Linked DNA regions of Sus scrofa: region 2 is linked to region 1. The links are chromatin contacts, called in public HiChIP or PLAC-seq maps. All regions are on one chromosome and are shown on one strand. Each heading gives the region's core, a stretch centred on a gene start, on an enhancer-like site or on the middle of the called end of the contact. The rest is flanking DNA. Distances are from core to core; before and after follow the strand shown. Region 1 holds the start of RPL14 (ribosomal protein L14). Region 2 holds the start of CTNNB1 (catenin beta 1).

Region 1 (6,291 bases), core at 195-2,694:
TAAATTTTTCTCTCACACTGCTAAATATATTCTCAAGAGAAAAACAACAAAACAGCAAAAACATTTCTTTGGATTAAGCCAAGCAAACTTTTACTAGTATTAATTAAACAAGGGTAGGGGTGATGGTTGGTGGACAGTTACCTGTGTGGGAACTTGAGGATGAAGTCGGTGAGCTGCATGCATTTGAAAGGCATAGCCTGTCTCCTTACTTGAGTGCAAGGTCCATCCACTAAAGCCTAAAAATACATAAGACCAAGGACATCAGTGTAAAACTGTTACCAGCATTCAAAATGCAAACATTTTGTGTATCACTAATCCTTTCAGAATCATCACATCCTTACTATTTAAGTGCTTTTCACAAATAAATAAAACTATCAGCAATTGTAGTACAGCATATAACCCTACATACAATTTTAAGTTTTTAATCCTTGCACGTTCCCAGCAACTCCATGATCATTCAGCTTCTGGTCAATCCCTTAATATATGATTCTCAAATACTGACAACAGCAAACAAAGCTCTTCCTATGTGCTTAACTTTGTTCTAAACTCGCATTACATATAACAACTAATTTAAGCATCACCAATGTTTTAGCATATAATTAGTTAAAAACTCTGGCTGGTTTAAGGAGCAGAAATAATACTCAAAATGCCTTAGTACTTGCCAATTCCAGTATGTGCTCCTAACCCCTATTTGCATTGTTTCCTTTTTTATAAAACGCAATTACCACCCGTAATATTCCTACCTCAGTGGGCTATTGGGACAATTACCATTATAATCTACACTGCATACCATCCATTGCCATATGAAGTCGCGACACTTTTCTTTACACTTACCCTGTTCTGATCAATAACATCTACAATTGCGACCAGCTTGCCGGCATGAGGTCCAAAGGAGACGTAGGCCACTCGGCCAACCTCCACGAAGCGCCTGAACACCTAAAATTGAGAAGTGGGAAAAGGAACAGCAGATCGACTAAAAATACTCTCTGGTTTGCAAAGCTTTACCGCTTTGAAAGGCAACATGGCTAAGAACCGCGAGAAAGAATGGTGAGGGGGAACACACCCAAACGCTACGGTAGTCCTGGATGGACAAAATCCGCAGGAGTGACGGCAAAAGCCAGGTCTATGGGGTCTGCAAGGCCCAAATGCCTGCCCTAGCCAGGATCCCAGCCGCCCCAGAGGTCCAGCTCAGTCGGCCGAAGAGCGCACGCGTGTCCCAAAAGGCGCAGGGCCTGCCGGGCCCTCCACGCGCTCGTCGGTCGCACACCCGGAAAGCTTCCAAACTGCGAGTTCCGTCCGCCCTGGGACCCTCACCGCTCGCTACCTAAAACCCGCAAGGCACCGTTCCGCGCCTCCGCTTCCCAGCCCAGGCGGGGCTGAGGCTGTATGACCAGCAGACCCGGAGCCCGCGCCAGCGATACTCACCATGTTGGCGGCGTTCGGCGAGAAGGAAGAAGGCCTGCCCGACCGTGCGCATGTGTAGCAGGCCGCCCCGCCCCTACGGTGAACAAGACGCCGATGTGTGCACCGATTGGTCGGAACGTACGCACGTACGCACACGCAGGGTCACTGGGAAAACGTGGCGGAGCTCAGCAGAGCCGACCCGGTCTTTTGCAAACGTGAGGGGTAGGATTGCCTCAGTTGGTACCACAGAAGATCTACAGGAAAGTCGTCTTCTAGAACTTCAGGGTAAAGAAGAATACAGAAGATATGCTTCCCATTGTGACTCTGCATCCTTTCAACCTCCTCTTTTAACGTTTTTCTCTTTCCTTCCACTACTCAGTACTCTCCCGATTTTTGTCTATTACTAATGGCCTAGTTAGTAGTAGTTTTTTCTAAGTGACCCCCGTAATTTTATTAACTTTCCGTTTTAAAATAATTCAGATCTACGGAAAAGTTGCGAAACTAGCACAATTCCCAAAACATTTCTTACCCTCTCCAAATGTAACACTAAAGTTGCTTTATCATTCTTTTCTGAACATTTGAAAGGAAACTGTACACACGATATTTCTTTATCTCTAATTGTGAGATAAAGAAAGATTTATTCTAATTGTGCTGTATCCTAAAAACAATGACATTGTTTTATATAGTTGGTATAATGTTTGAGGAGTTCCCTTCCTGGCTCAGCGGTTAACGAACCTGACTAGGATCCATGAGGATGCAGGTTTGATCCCTAGCCTTGATCAGTGGGTTAAGGATCTGGCGTTGCTGTGAGCTGTGGTATAGGTTGCGCAGGTGGCTCAGATCCAGAGTGGCTGTGGCATAGGCCAGCAGCTGTAGCTCCCATTCGACCCCTAGTCAGGGAACCTCCATATGCTGTGGGTGGGGCCATAAAAAGATAAAAAATAAAAATAAAAAAATTTAAATAAATAAATAAAAATATAGGCTTATACGGGAGTTTCCAGGTGGCCAGTGTCTGGTTTGTCACTACTGTGGCACGGTTTGATCCCTGACAGGGAAACTTCCTCCTGCCTCCTGACTGGCCAAAAAATTTTTAAGTAAAAAAGTTGTTGTAGTAAGTACCTTTGTAGTTTATTTTATACCTAGTAGTACTGGGTCTAGTTCAGTGATTCTCTAATTAAGGGTGAATAGACTGGAAGAAAAAAAAAAAAAGATTGCTTAAAATGTTTTCTCCCATTTTTGGTTCTGCTCTGTATATCTGTGAGGGTGGAATCAGAACCAAAAGCAGAGAATATCTAAAATTAGGACCTGATTTATAATCTTCCATTCCTGGCAACCTCATCTCTTTTCTTCCTTCTTTGAATAGCTTACTTTTAATACTACCAACTGACTCACCATGAAATACTTAAGTATGGTAATAATTGTAAATTGTTTAATTGATTAAATAAAGCAAAAGAAGGAAACTTTGAGGAAGTTCAGAGCCCAACTGTCCTGACTTTTTTTTTTTCCCCTTTTTTTGGCTGCATTTAATATGGAAGTTCCTGAGCCAGGGATTGAATCTGAGCCATAGCTGCAATCTATGCTGCAGCTGTAGCAGCACTGGATCCTCAACCCACTACACCACAGCAGGAACTCCAAGAGCCCACCTATTTTGTTCTTAGGATTGTGTTTATTGGTTACTTTAGTTATGTGTCTATTATGATCACTATTCATAATTATTAATGCATCTCACCCTTTTAGATATTAATTGAAGTCATTTAATATGATAAATGTGCCTAATGCAATAAGTTAAAATAAAATACAGTCTTGTTTTTTGGGGGTTTTTTTTGGCCATGCCCAACATGTGGAAGTTCCTGGACCACGGATGGAACACATGCCACAGCAGCAACCCAAACTGCTGCAGTGACAACTCCAGAGCCTTAACCCACTGTGCCACAAGGGAACTCCCGGTCTAGTTGGTTTCTTTTTTTCTTTTTTTATTAGAGTATATTTGACTTACAATGTTGTGCCAATTTCTGCAGTACAGCAAAGTGATCCAGTCATATATATATACGTTCGCCTTCTTATATTATCTTCCATCATTCCTGGTCTATCCCAAGCCAGTCTAGTCATTTTGTAGAAGTTCTCTTAATATGGATTTGTTGATTAGATTCAGATTATGCCTTTTTTGCACAAAAAAAACTTGTGACCTTGATGCATTACATCAGAACACCCACAGGCTATCTCTTTGTCCCAATATGGCAGCGTTAATTTTCATCACTTGATTAAGTGTACTGACACTCCTTTTCTCTAAGCTCTCTGGCAGTTTATCTTCCCAGGATGGTTCTAGCAGCCTCCTAAGTGACCTGCTTCTCCATTGCCCCATTTACTGTATTCTCTGCTCATCAGACAGGGATCTTTTTAAAAAGTAAGTCAGATCACATCACTTCCTTTTAAAAATAACCCCTGTGGCTTTCTACAGTTACTTAGAGTAAATGGAGCAGATGTGGCTTGGATCCGGTGTTGCTGTGGCTGTGACATAGACCCCAGCTGAGCCTTTAAAAGAAAAAGTAATAGTCACCACTAGGCCTGGTGCGGGCAGCAGTGGCTAGAGGGAGAAAGAGGGGTTTCTGAGCTGCTGGTGCTAGTTTCTTCATCTGGGTGTTGATTATATATGTGTTCAGCTTGTGAACATTCAAATCTCTCCCTCTATGATTTGTGCATTTCTTTTCCCCAAATGTATGTTTTCTGGCTCTACAACCAGAGAATCTGATTTGCAGGTCTGCAGAGGAGCAAGAATCTGCATTTAATTCACAAGCTCCCCAAGTGGTTCAGTGAACACACTTTGGGAAAGACTGGGATTTTCCAGTTACAGAGTTATTTTTCTAAAGTTCACTAAATAATTATGTCACAATTGTTTAAAGTCCTCCAAAAGTTCATTTTAATCACATAGCCTACAGAAGAATAAAGTCTAAACTCTCCAGCCATTCAAGGCCCTCCATAACTTCACCCCAACCCTTTCCTAGCTTTTTTTCTCTCTGGCCATTCTGCACCCCTCACCCCTAATTCCCCTACAGCTAAAAGTCTCGTGTCTTTTCATGCAAGTCGGCCCCTCTTTCCAGAATGTGCTCCCCCATCTTCCTCCCTGAAATATTACAGCATACTTGAACAGGCACCCTAAGATGCCTTCTCAAGAAGCCCTGGACTATTTTCGGATTGCCTCAAAGCTCCATTATGATGGCAAGATAACTCTCCAAGCATCCTTCTCTACCTTGCGACCTCCAGGGGGTCCAGGAATGAGCAAAATCACCAGCAGCTACAGGGTTCAAACACGAAGCAACCGAAGTAGATGCCCAGTTTTGTTGGCTGGCCCCACCCCTTCCGGAACGAGCTACCGACTCGACCAATCACCGAGAGGAAGGGAAACTGGGGCGACGCCAGTATCCAAAATGGCGTCCTGGCCCCGTCCGGTTATTTGCTCTGGCTCTCCCTGCGGAGCTAGGACCTTGTTTGCCACTACCGCTCGTCCAATCATTGAGAGGAAGGGGCGGGCCGAGGTCCACGCTTGTGACAAAAATTTCGGCCCGCCGCAAAACATTTTATCTCTCTTTTTTGGCCTTTCGCGTGAGCGGTCTTGGAAACTGCGTTCCCATGGCGCCTGTCTGTGGCAGAAATGAAAGTGAGGGGCAAGGCGCTTCGGGTTTCCGCCTAGAGCCGCCTGGCAGAGGGTATCGCTGGTCCTGGGTCCAGGCCGGTCGGGAATGCCGCGGTCGGCAGCAGCTCGCCCCGTTCCCTGCAGTTTCCGGAATCCTTGCGGGTGTCATCGTAGCCATAGCTGTCCACCTATACCGCTGGACCCCAGTATACTTGTCAGTTTGGCAGAGGGAATGTTTGCTGGCTCCCCAAAAGAGAAAGACATCTAAACGTTTTAAAGAAGTGAAGCAAAAGCTACCCAGAGCTCTGATAACCTTTCTTGTTTCTGTAAAGTTTCTGAGATGTGAACCAATCCCAGTTATGATGGAACTGAAATGGCAGTCTGGCATGATATATTTAGGAATGAAACTGAAAAAATGCACAACCTAAAAGTTGAGAATTATGTTTCATTTGGTGACTCTCTGCGGACTTAAACCTGAAGACAGTCTTTCAGGTTGCTCTGAAGGACTACTCCAAAGAGGTAAGGGAGGAATGAGGGTATTTAGGAGCTTTGCAACAAAAACCAGGTAGTCAAGGAACATGAAAATGTTACTGTAAATTAAAATCATATATCTCAAGCTAATGAATTTAGTCCTTTTCTATGTATGGGAAGAAGCAAATTCTGGGCTCATTGAAACTATTCCTTTGATGAGCACCTTAGCTTTCTAGAACCAGTATCCTGTTCCTCAGTCCTGAATCCCTTCAGGGTGCACAGTTGTGGGTGGCTGCAGTGACTAAAGGCTTGATGGCTACAATATCCTTTGTTTATTCATATGGCAGGCAGCATTTTTCATTCACACATTTGTTTTCAAAACTCTTTTTTCCTTTTTATGGCCACACCTGCAGTATATGGGAGTTCCCAGGCTAGGGGTTGGATGGGAGCTGCAGCTGCCAGCCTGTGCCACAGCCACAACACCCAACAATGGCAGATCCAGTCTGAGCTGCTGCAGTTTGTGGCAGTGCTGGATCCCTAACCCACTGAGCAAGGCCAGGAATTGAACCCACATCCTTGTGGATACTATTTGGGTTCTTAGCCGACTGAGCCACAGTGGGCACTCCTCAAATTTTAATCTTAGGAGCTTGGACACTGAGCAAGACAGTGTCCAAGCCCAATCAACCTAAGACCACCAGGAATAAATGTGTAGTACAACAGTCAGGTCTTTCAATACATTGCAATGAGGAAAACCATACCAGAGACATCACAGGACATTTAACCAA
Region 2 (6,030 bases), core at 3,178-5,677, 470 kb before region 1:
CTAAAAGCTATTTTAAAATAGGCCTTATTTCTGTTACTAATCAGAATCTGATTTGACAAAAGTATTCTCATAAAAGAATGCTATTAATAGAAAGAGCACGAACTTTAACAAAAAAGCACAGAAGAAGGTTTTTATTGAAAAATTTAAAGGGCAAAATATTGGTATAGTGTATCACAACACTATACAAACGAGAACCTATAGTAACTAGGCATTATACTCCAGAATTCACACAAGTTGACTCAAGAGCGTCTAGCTTTGTTGATATCCAGTTCTTAATGGACATAATATTCCCAGAAAATATAAGAGTTGAGGACTTACTCATATTTTACTGTGTAACAGATTTTAGACAAATTAACAATTCACTTCTTTGTTACCTTTTTCTGAGACTTTTAGTTTCTATAATTCATTAATATGGATAAACATTAGAACTGTTTACCCTAAAATTATTATATTGAGTTTTTGGTTTATAATTATGTTATATTTAAGCTGATATTATTACACTATTTAAAGCGACAAATAAAATTTAATCCCTGATTTAACTTTGACCTTTCTTCTGCAAATAATGGTTGAGAGGATGTGTTCGCATGCCAATCTTTTTATTAGCAGAATTAATATGAATAAATTATTTTAGAATTTTAAAAGTTTACTGATTGATGCTTTCTCATCAAAACCATTCATATTTGCAGGAGCAAAAAAAAAAAAAAAAAAAAAAAAAACACAAGCATTACATTATATCCACTGGAGGGCACTCAACATGACCAAAGCATGCAATGAAAACATGCCCTAACTCTATTCTCACTCAGCGACATCAGGTTTGAGGGAGACTTTGGGTGAGGGGAATGTCTCTTAAAAGAAAGAGATGCCCACAATTAACAAATTTAAAAAGATAGTTAAACCCTAAAAAGGGTTCCTAGAGTGACTTTTTCGTTAGGGAGAAAGCACATTAAATACACACTTCAAGAACAGCAGGATTCAGAACTCAACAGAAAGACCTGGATTTCAAATTCAGTCAAGCTCAGACTTGCATAAAACACAAAAGCAGCATTCTTAAGTAAACAGAGGAAATAAAAGAACTTTCTCCAGAGTTTAAGCAATGAAAAAGTACACAAGTTAACTACTAATCATCTGCAAGCAACAAAAATCACATATTTTCCTTCTGTGCAACTTAAGAAGTATACATTTATTTTAGCCTATTAGTCTAGTTATCTATTACATCATGATTAGAACAGTATTACATAAGCAAAAGTCTGTTAGAGAATCAGAACTGATTCTGCAAATCAGTATCCTCTCAATGAGGGTACAAGAAGCCATAGCTAAATGCTCTATACTAATGAGAAAATAGCTCACAGTCTATGTTTTACTATTTATTTGTATGGTATAAAAAGGTTTTTAGTCAGCTGTTTCAACAAAAAGATACCATATTTCCAGTAAAAAAGCAGGCTATGAGCATACGACTAAGTTTTCTCAATAACTTTTTTTAAAAGAATACAACTAAGTTAACCAATTAATGTTTTCACAACCACTGTCACACAAGTCAATAATTTGGAGCACTAAAGAGTTGCCAATACTTTTTATTAGAAGGTGCCCTGCTCTAAATGCATTCATCCTTTTTTGTCCTGGGTTGGCAATCAAGCATGCTTCCACCCTAGCTCAAAGTACAAACTTAAAATTTACCACCTACTCCTCTACAATTATTATCAGTAACTAGTAAATCATGAAGAGAGAAACAAAATCCTATTGTAACTGGATAGATGTATTATTTCAATAACACAAGTTTCACTGGCTGAAGATACTTATATAGTCCATATCTAGGGTTTTAATCTCACTGCTACTTTTAATGACAGAGAATCAAACTTTTGAATTCTCCACATCCCCAGTTTTAATAATACTTCTGCTCCTCTTTTCACCCCTCCCAATAAAAAAAAACAGTATTTGCAGATAGTTTTCCTGAAAGACCAAATCTCAAAATACCCTTAGAGAAATATGCCTAATTCATGTTTTCCTTCCTATGGGGGGGGGTGGAGGAGGGAAGTATCTATGAAAACAAAAATACACTACTTCACTTACATGGATAATTTTTATTCCAGTCATCACTGGCAACAGTAGGAAGTTCAATTCAGCTTATGTTTTAATACTGGGATCCATACTTTTCTACATAATTATCTTGGTAGAGGAAGTAGTCGGATAACGTTTCAAAAGAAAACTCTTGAATACCTATTGACACTTGAACACTGCTAAATGTTTCTTTTTTGTCCTTTTTTTTGCCACTTTATTTTTAAAAATTGGTTTTTCCTGAAAGCTATCTTAAATGATTATTCTAGCCTATGGAAAAATCTAAGCCTAGAACTCCACAAGGGCTCTAAGCTACATGCTATACTAAACTTTCTAGTTTAGTTTTTTTATTTCCCCCTCAAGGACCTTAGACTTGAATAGTCTCAGCATTCCTTTAATCCTATAGAAGAGTCTTCTGCAAGTTTTTCGAGTTACTGTTGCAATCACTTTAGGGCCTTGTACATGGCCTTTAGAACAAAGACTAGGTCAAAGTAATGAATATTGGGTGCAAATTAATCAAATTTTGTGCAAGGATATTCTCAAACGTTAATGGCACTTTTTTTTTTAACCCAGAGATTTTGTGGGTTTAAATGTAAAAGTAAAATAAATGCAGCCATCGCCTTAGTTCAGACAAAAAAAAAAAAAAAAAAAAAAAAACCCACAAAAAACCCTCCAAAGTATGTTTTTGTCACTGATTTAAGCAGATACTAAACAGTAGCATTATGGTAAATAATATTTCAAGCTATGTCCAACATTTCTGAAGACAAGTTAAGGTGAAGATAGCTGAAGGTACTGAATGCACACCAAGGGACAATAACGAAATGGCTTCCTAAGTTCCAGACAAAATACTTTATAACTCAGCGATCTGAAAAACATCAGTCCAGACTTTATCAAAGGCTAGCCGTCGCTTCAAGTTGCTGTCTAGTCTAAGCCACCACTATTCACGACACAAAGCTCTCGTTTCACTAAAACCACTCCTCGATTTCCTTTTGCGGACCTCTGCATACCAGCAGGCCAGTCTCCTCATTCACCACTCACAAACTCGGGGGGGAGGGGAGACCACAGATGTCTGGAAGATACAAAGTAGGAGACAATGCTCCCTCCAACAGGGAACTGAAAACGAAGGAATCAACTACACCCAACTGCCAAAGCTTTCAAGTTTAGCGGATCCAGTAGCGGGCTTTGAGAACTGAACTTCGAAACTGCATTCCAAGTCCTCGCCCCAGACAAAACACGGAACGAAGTTGCAACGCTTGAATTTCCTTCGGGCAATTTCGTAGCGAGGGAAAAATTCATCTCGCTGGAAAGTGCTCTCAAAATCAAGTTTAGCTGGCATGAAATTATCTAAATAAAGAATTTCCACGAACAAAATTCTCGAAGCAGTCAGAGGCTGAGTCCGGCGGGTCACTTGGTAAGAGACAGTAAGCCAGTCGCCCTCGCCCTTATTTTTCCCAGGACCTTCCTTGCACACTGCTTTCACTCACCTGCACCGTACAAGAAAATAAAGGTGCTAGATATGGATTTTATTTGTGCAACTCCTCCTGGAGCATCGCTCCGTCTGCAATAATAGTTTGGATCCTCTACGGTTTAAAGTTGCTCCGATTTAAACAGGAGCCAAAACCAAACACACCAGCAGAGCATTAAAATAATACTAACGATTCTCTTAATTCGTCCTTAAGCACGAAAGAGGGACTCTGAAGAGAAAGTCTACTGGTCCTCTCCTCATGGCAGATGGGACCTCGGGTCCCAGGCCCAGCGCCTGTACCCCAACTCCCCTTGAAGGCCCGGAAGGCGGAGTCCCCCGTCCCCACCCCGCCCCCCACCCCGGCCCCGGCGCATCCAGAGGCGCAGGGTCCCTCCCCCAAACTCGGCCGCGGCCGGAGCCCGGGACGGAAACCACAGACCCCCCTACTATCCCCCGCCAGACAACGGAGCTCCCGAACGCGCCCTCGCGGCGCCCCCTCCCCGCAAGCGGCAAACCCGGGGCCCCCAAAGAGCCGCGCGACCGGAACCCGGGCCCGGCCGCCGCCCTCCGCCCCTCGGGCCGGGCCCGCCCCCGCCGCCTCCCCGGCGCCCCCAGTCAGCCCCCAGCTCCCCACCCCGGCCCTCCGGGCTGCACCGGGCCCGGCTTCCAGCCGCCGCCGGGACCGCGCGCCCGCGACGAAGTTTGGCTCCGAAGAGGAGCGGGAGCAGCCCCGGAAGGGTAAGGAAAGGAGCACCCAAGCACCTCAGGGGAACAGGCTCCTCCCGCCGCGGGAGTCCGACCGTCCTCGGCCTGCGGTGGCGGCTCGGCGGAGACCGGAGCTGCTCCTCGGACCTTCCTCCGTCTCCGCCTCCCCTCGCTCTCAGCTCCCGGAGCCGGGTTAACGCGGCTGCCACAGACCGAGAGGCTTAAAATGGCGCCGCACAAGGAGCTCTTATAAGTCGCGCAGAATCCGCTGTATCCTGCCGCCAGCGGCGCAGCGCGGAGCGTTCCGCCGCGCGAGGACAAGGGGCGGGGCGCGGGCGGGCGGCGGAAAGTAGTCCCCGCTCCGCCGAGCCGCCCGCCTCGGGCTGGGGCGGGGCGCTTGCGAGCTCTTCGGGCGCTCCCGGGGGTTAGAGGCCGGCGGCTGCCGGGCCGCGCGGGACCGCAGGACAGATCCGCCAAGGCGCTGTCGGCCGAGATGGGGCGGCCAGGGCACCCGCGGGCCGGGATGGGCTGGGGGAGGGCGACCCCGAAATTCTCCACTATCGGGATCCCGAAGCCCCCCGGCTCTCACTCGTCCAGTGCCAAGAGAGCGGACGCTGGACTGGCCGCTTGCTGCCCGTGGGAGGCGGCACCCGGACCCCGGCCCTACGAGGCCGAGCGGCACAGGTCCCAGGAGGGCGGAAGTTCGGGACCGGGCCAACCGCAGTGCTGAGGTCGGGGCCCGCCCGCTCCCGGCGCTGCCGGGCGCTGCTGCTGCCCCTATGCAAGTCGAGGGACCCCGGCGCGATCGTGCTTTCGCCGTCTTTGCGGTCTGGGCCCCAAGCTCTCTGCAGGACTTGGCTCCTAGCCGAGCCGCACATTACCTCCACGGTCTGAATCGTAGATTCCGCATCCCTACCGGCTTGAATCTGGAAGTGAAGTACCGGGCCGAGCCTCCTGTTAACCCAATCCCAAAGACTGAACTCGTGTTAGAACGGGCGCCTAGCCCGCAATTCAACAAGTCCTTAGTCCCTACTGTGAACAAATGACTGATAGAAATGGACTAGCTCTAGAGCCCTGTCAACTAGGTTAATTCTTACAGATTTCAATTTTATCTGGTTCCACTTTACTAAGTATCAATAAATTTGTTGGGGGAGGATTTTTCCTCGGAGGAAGTTCATGTATAGATATTACTTAGTTGAGAAATCCAAGTTGTTGTTTATGGAAGGAGCTATCAGGCAGCTTCTAATTTTTAAAAACGAATTTTCTATTCTTAAAAACATTTTCTAATTCGTCCTAATAGGCTGAAGCTGGGTCTTCGTTTCCCTTCGAAATGTCTCCATTGTAATCCAGCAAGATTGGCATTTGTCAAAGATGAAAAAATTATGATCCATTCACTTTGTCTAGTCTATTGTATGCTTATTTTTCCTTCAAAACAATGAAGAGCATACAAAAAGCAACAGTGAAAGTTATCTTCAGGCTTTTATCCCTGTAATTAATGCATGCAAACAATAGGTCTTTATGCATAGGTACAGACAGGAAACCTATTTACTCATTCACTCATGGAGTAGGCTATATAGTTTTTAGGCATAGCTAATGCTAAACAGGGCCAACATGTTCCTGAAGTAATTCAATTTTCCCCCATCTTAAAGATATTTTACTACACACCGAGGTAATGTTAAACTGTTATCTATCACCATAGCATGGGCCCCTGCAGTGGAAAAAGTCTGCACACTAAGATGATGTTCCGTGAGATCCATTGTCTAGAATGACTTTCTCATTTGTGTCTTTGCTAGTAATTCTGTAGAATT

Evidence for each region. HiChIP or PLAC-seq counts read pairs in DNA pulled down with a chosen protein or histone mark.
Region 2: a contact with region 1 is called in an H3K27ac HiChIP or PLAC-seq map of alveolar macrophages. The contact joins the promoter of CTNNB1 here to the promoter of RPL14 in region 1. A contact is called at or near these places in 1 of 47 Hi-C or Micro-C datasets (liver) and 2 of 2 datasets of contacts at active chromatin or transcription factors (alveolar macrophages and skeletal muscle).

Annotation. Positions count from the first base shown.
Region 1 is chr13:24,690,362-24,696,652 of Sscrofa11.1, reverse strand. It overlaps RPL14 (ribosomal protein L14), which reads right to left and starts at 1,444. Exons shown (of 6, transcript NM_001097478.1): 1 at 1,426-1,444; 2 at 835-936; 3 at 142-236. The coding sequence starts at 1,428. LOC110256427 (a long non-coding RNA gene) reads left to right here and starts at 4,891. Exons shown (of 6, transcript XR_002337915.1): 1 at 4,891-5,554.
Region 2 is chr13:25,162,692-25,168,721 of Sscrofa11.1, reverse strand. It overlaps CTNNB1 (catenin beta 1), which reads right to left and starts at 4,427. Exons shown (of 16, transcript NM_214367.1): 1 at 4,280-4,427. LOC106505576 (basic proline-rich protein-like) reads left to right here. Exons shown (of 4, transcript XM_021069211.1): 2 at 3,835-4,255.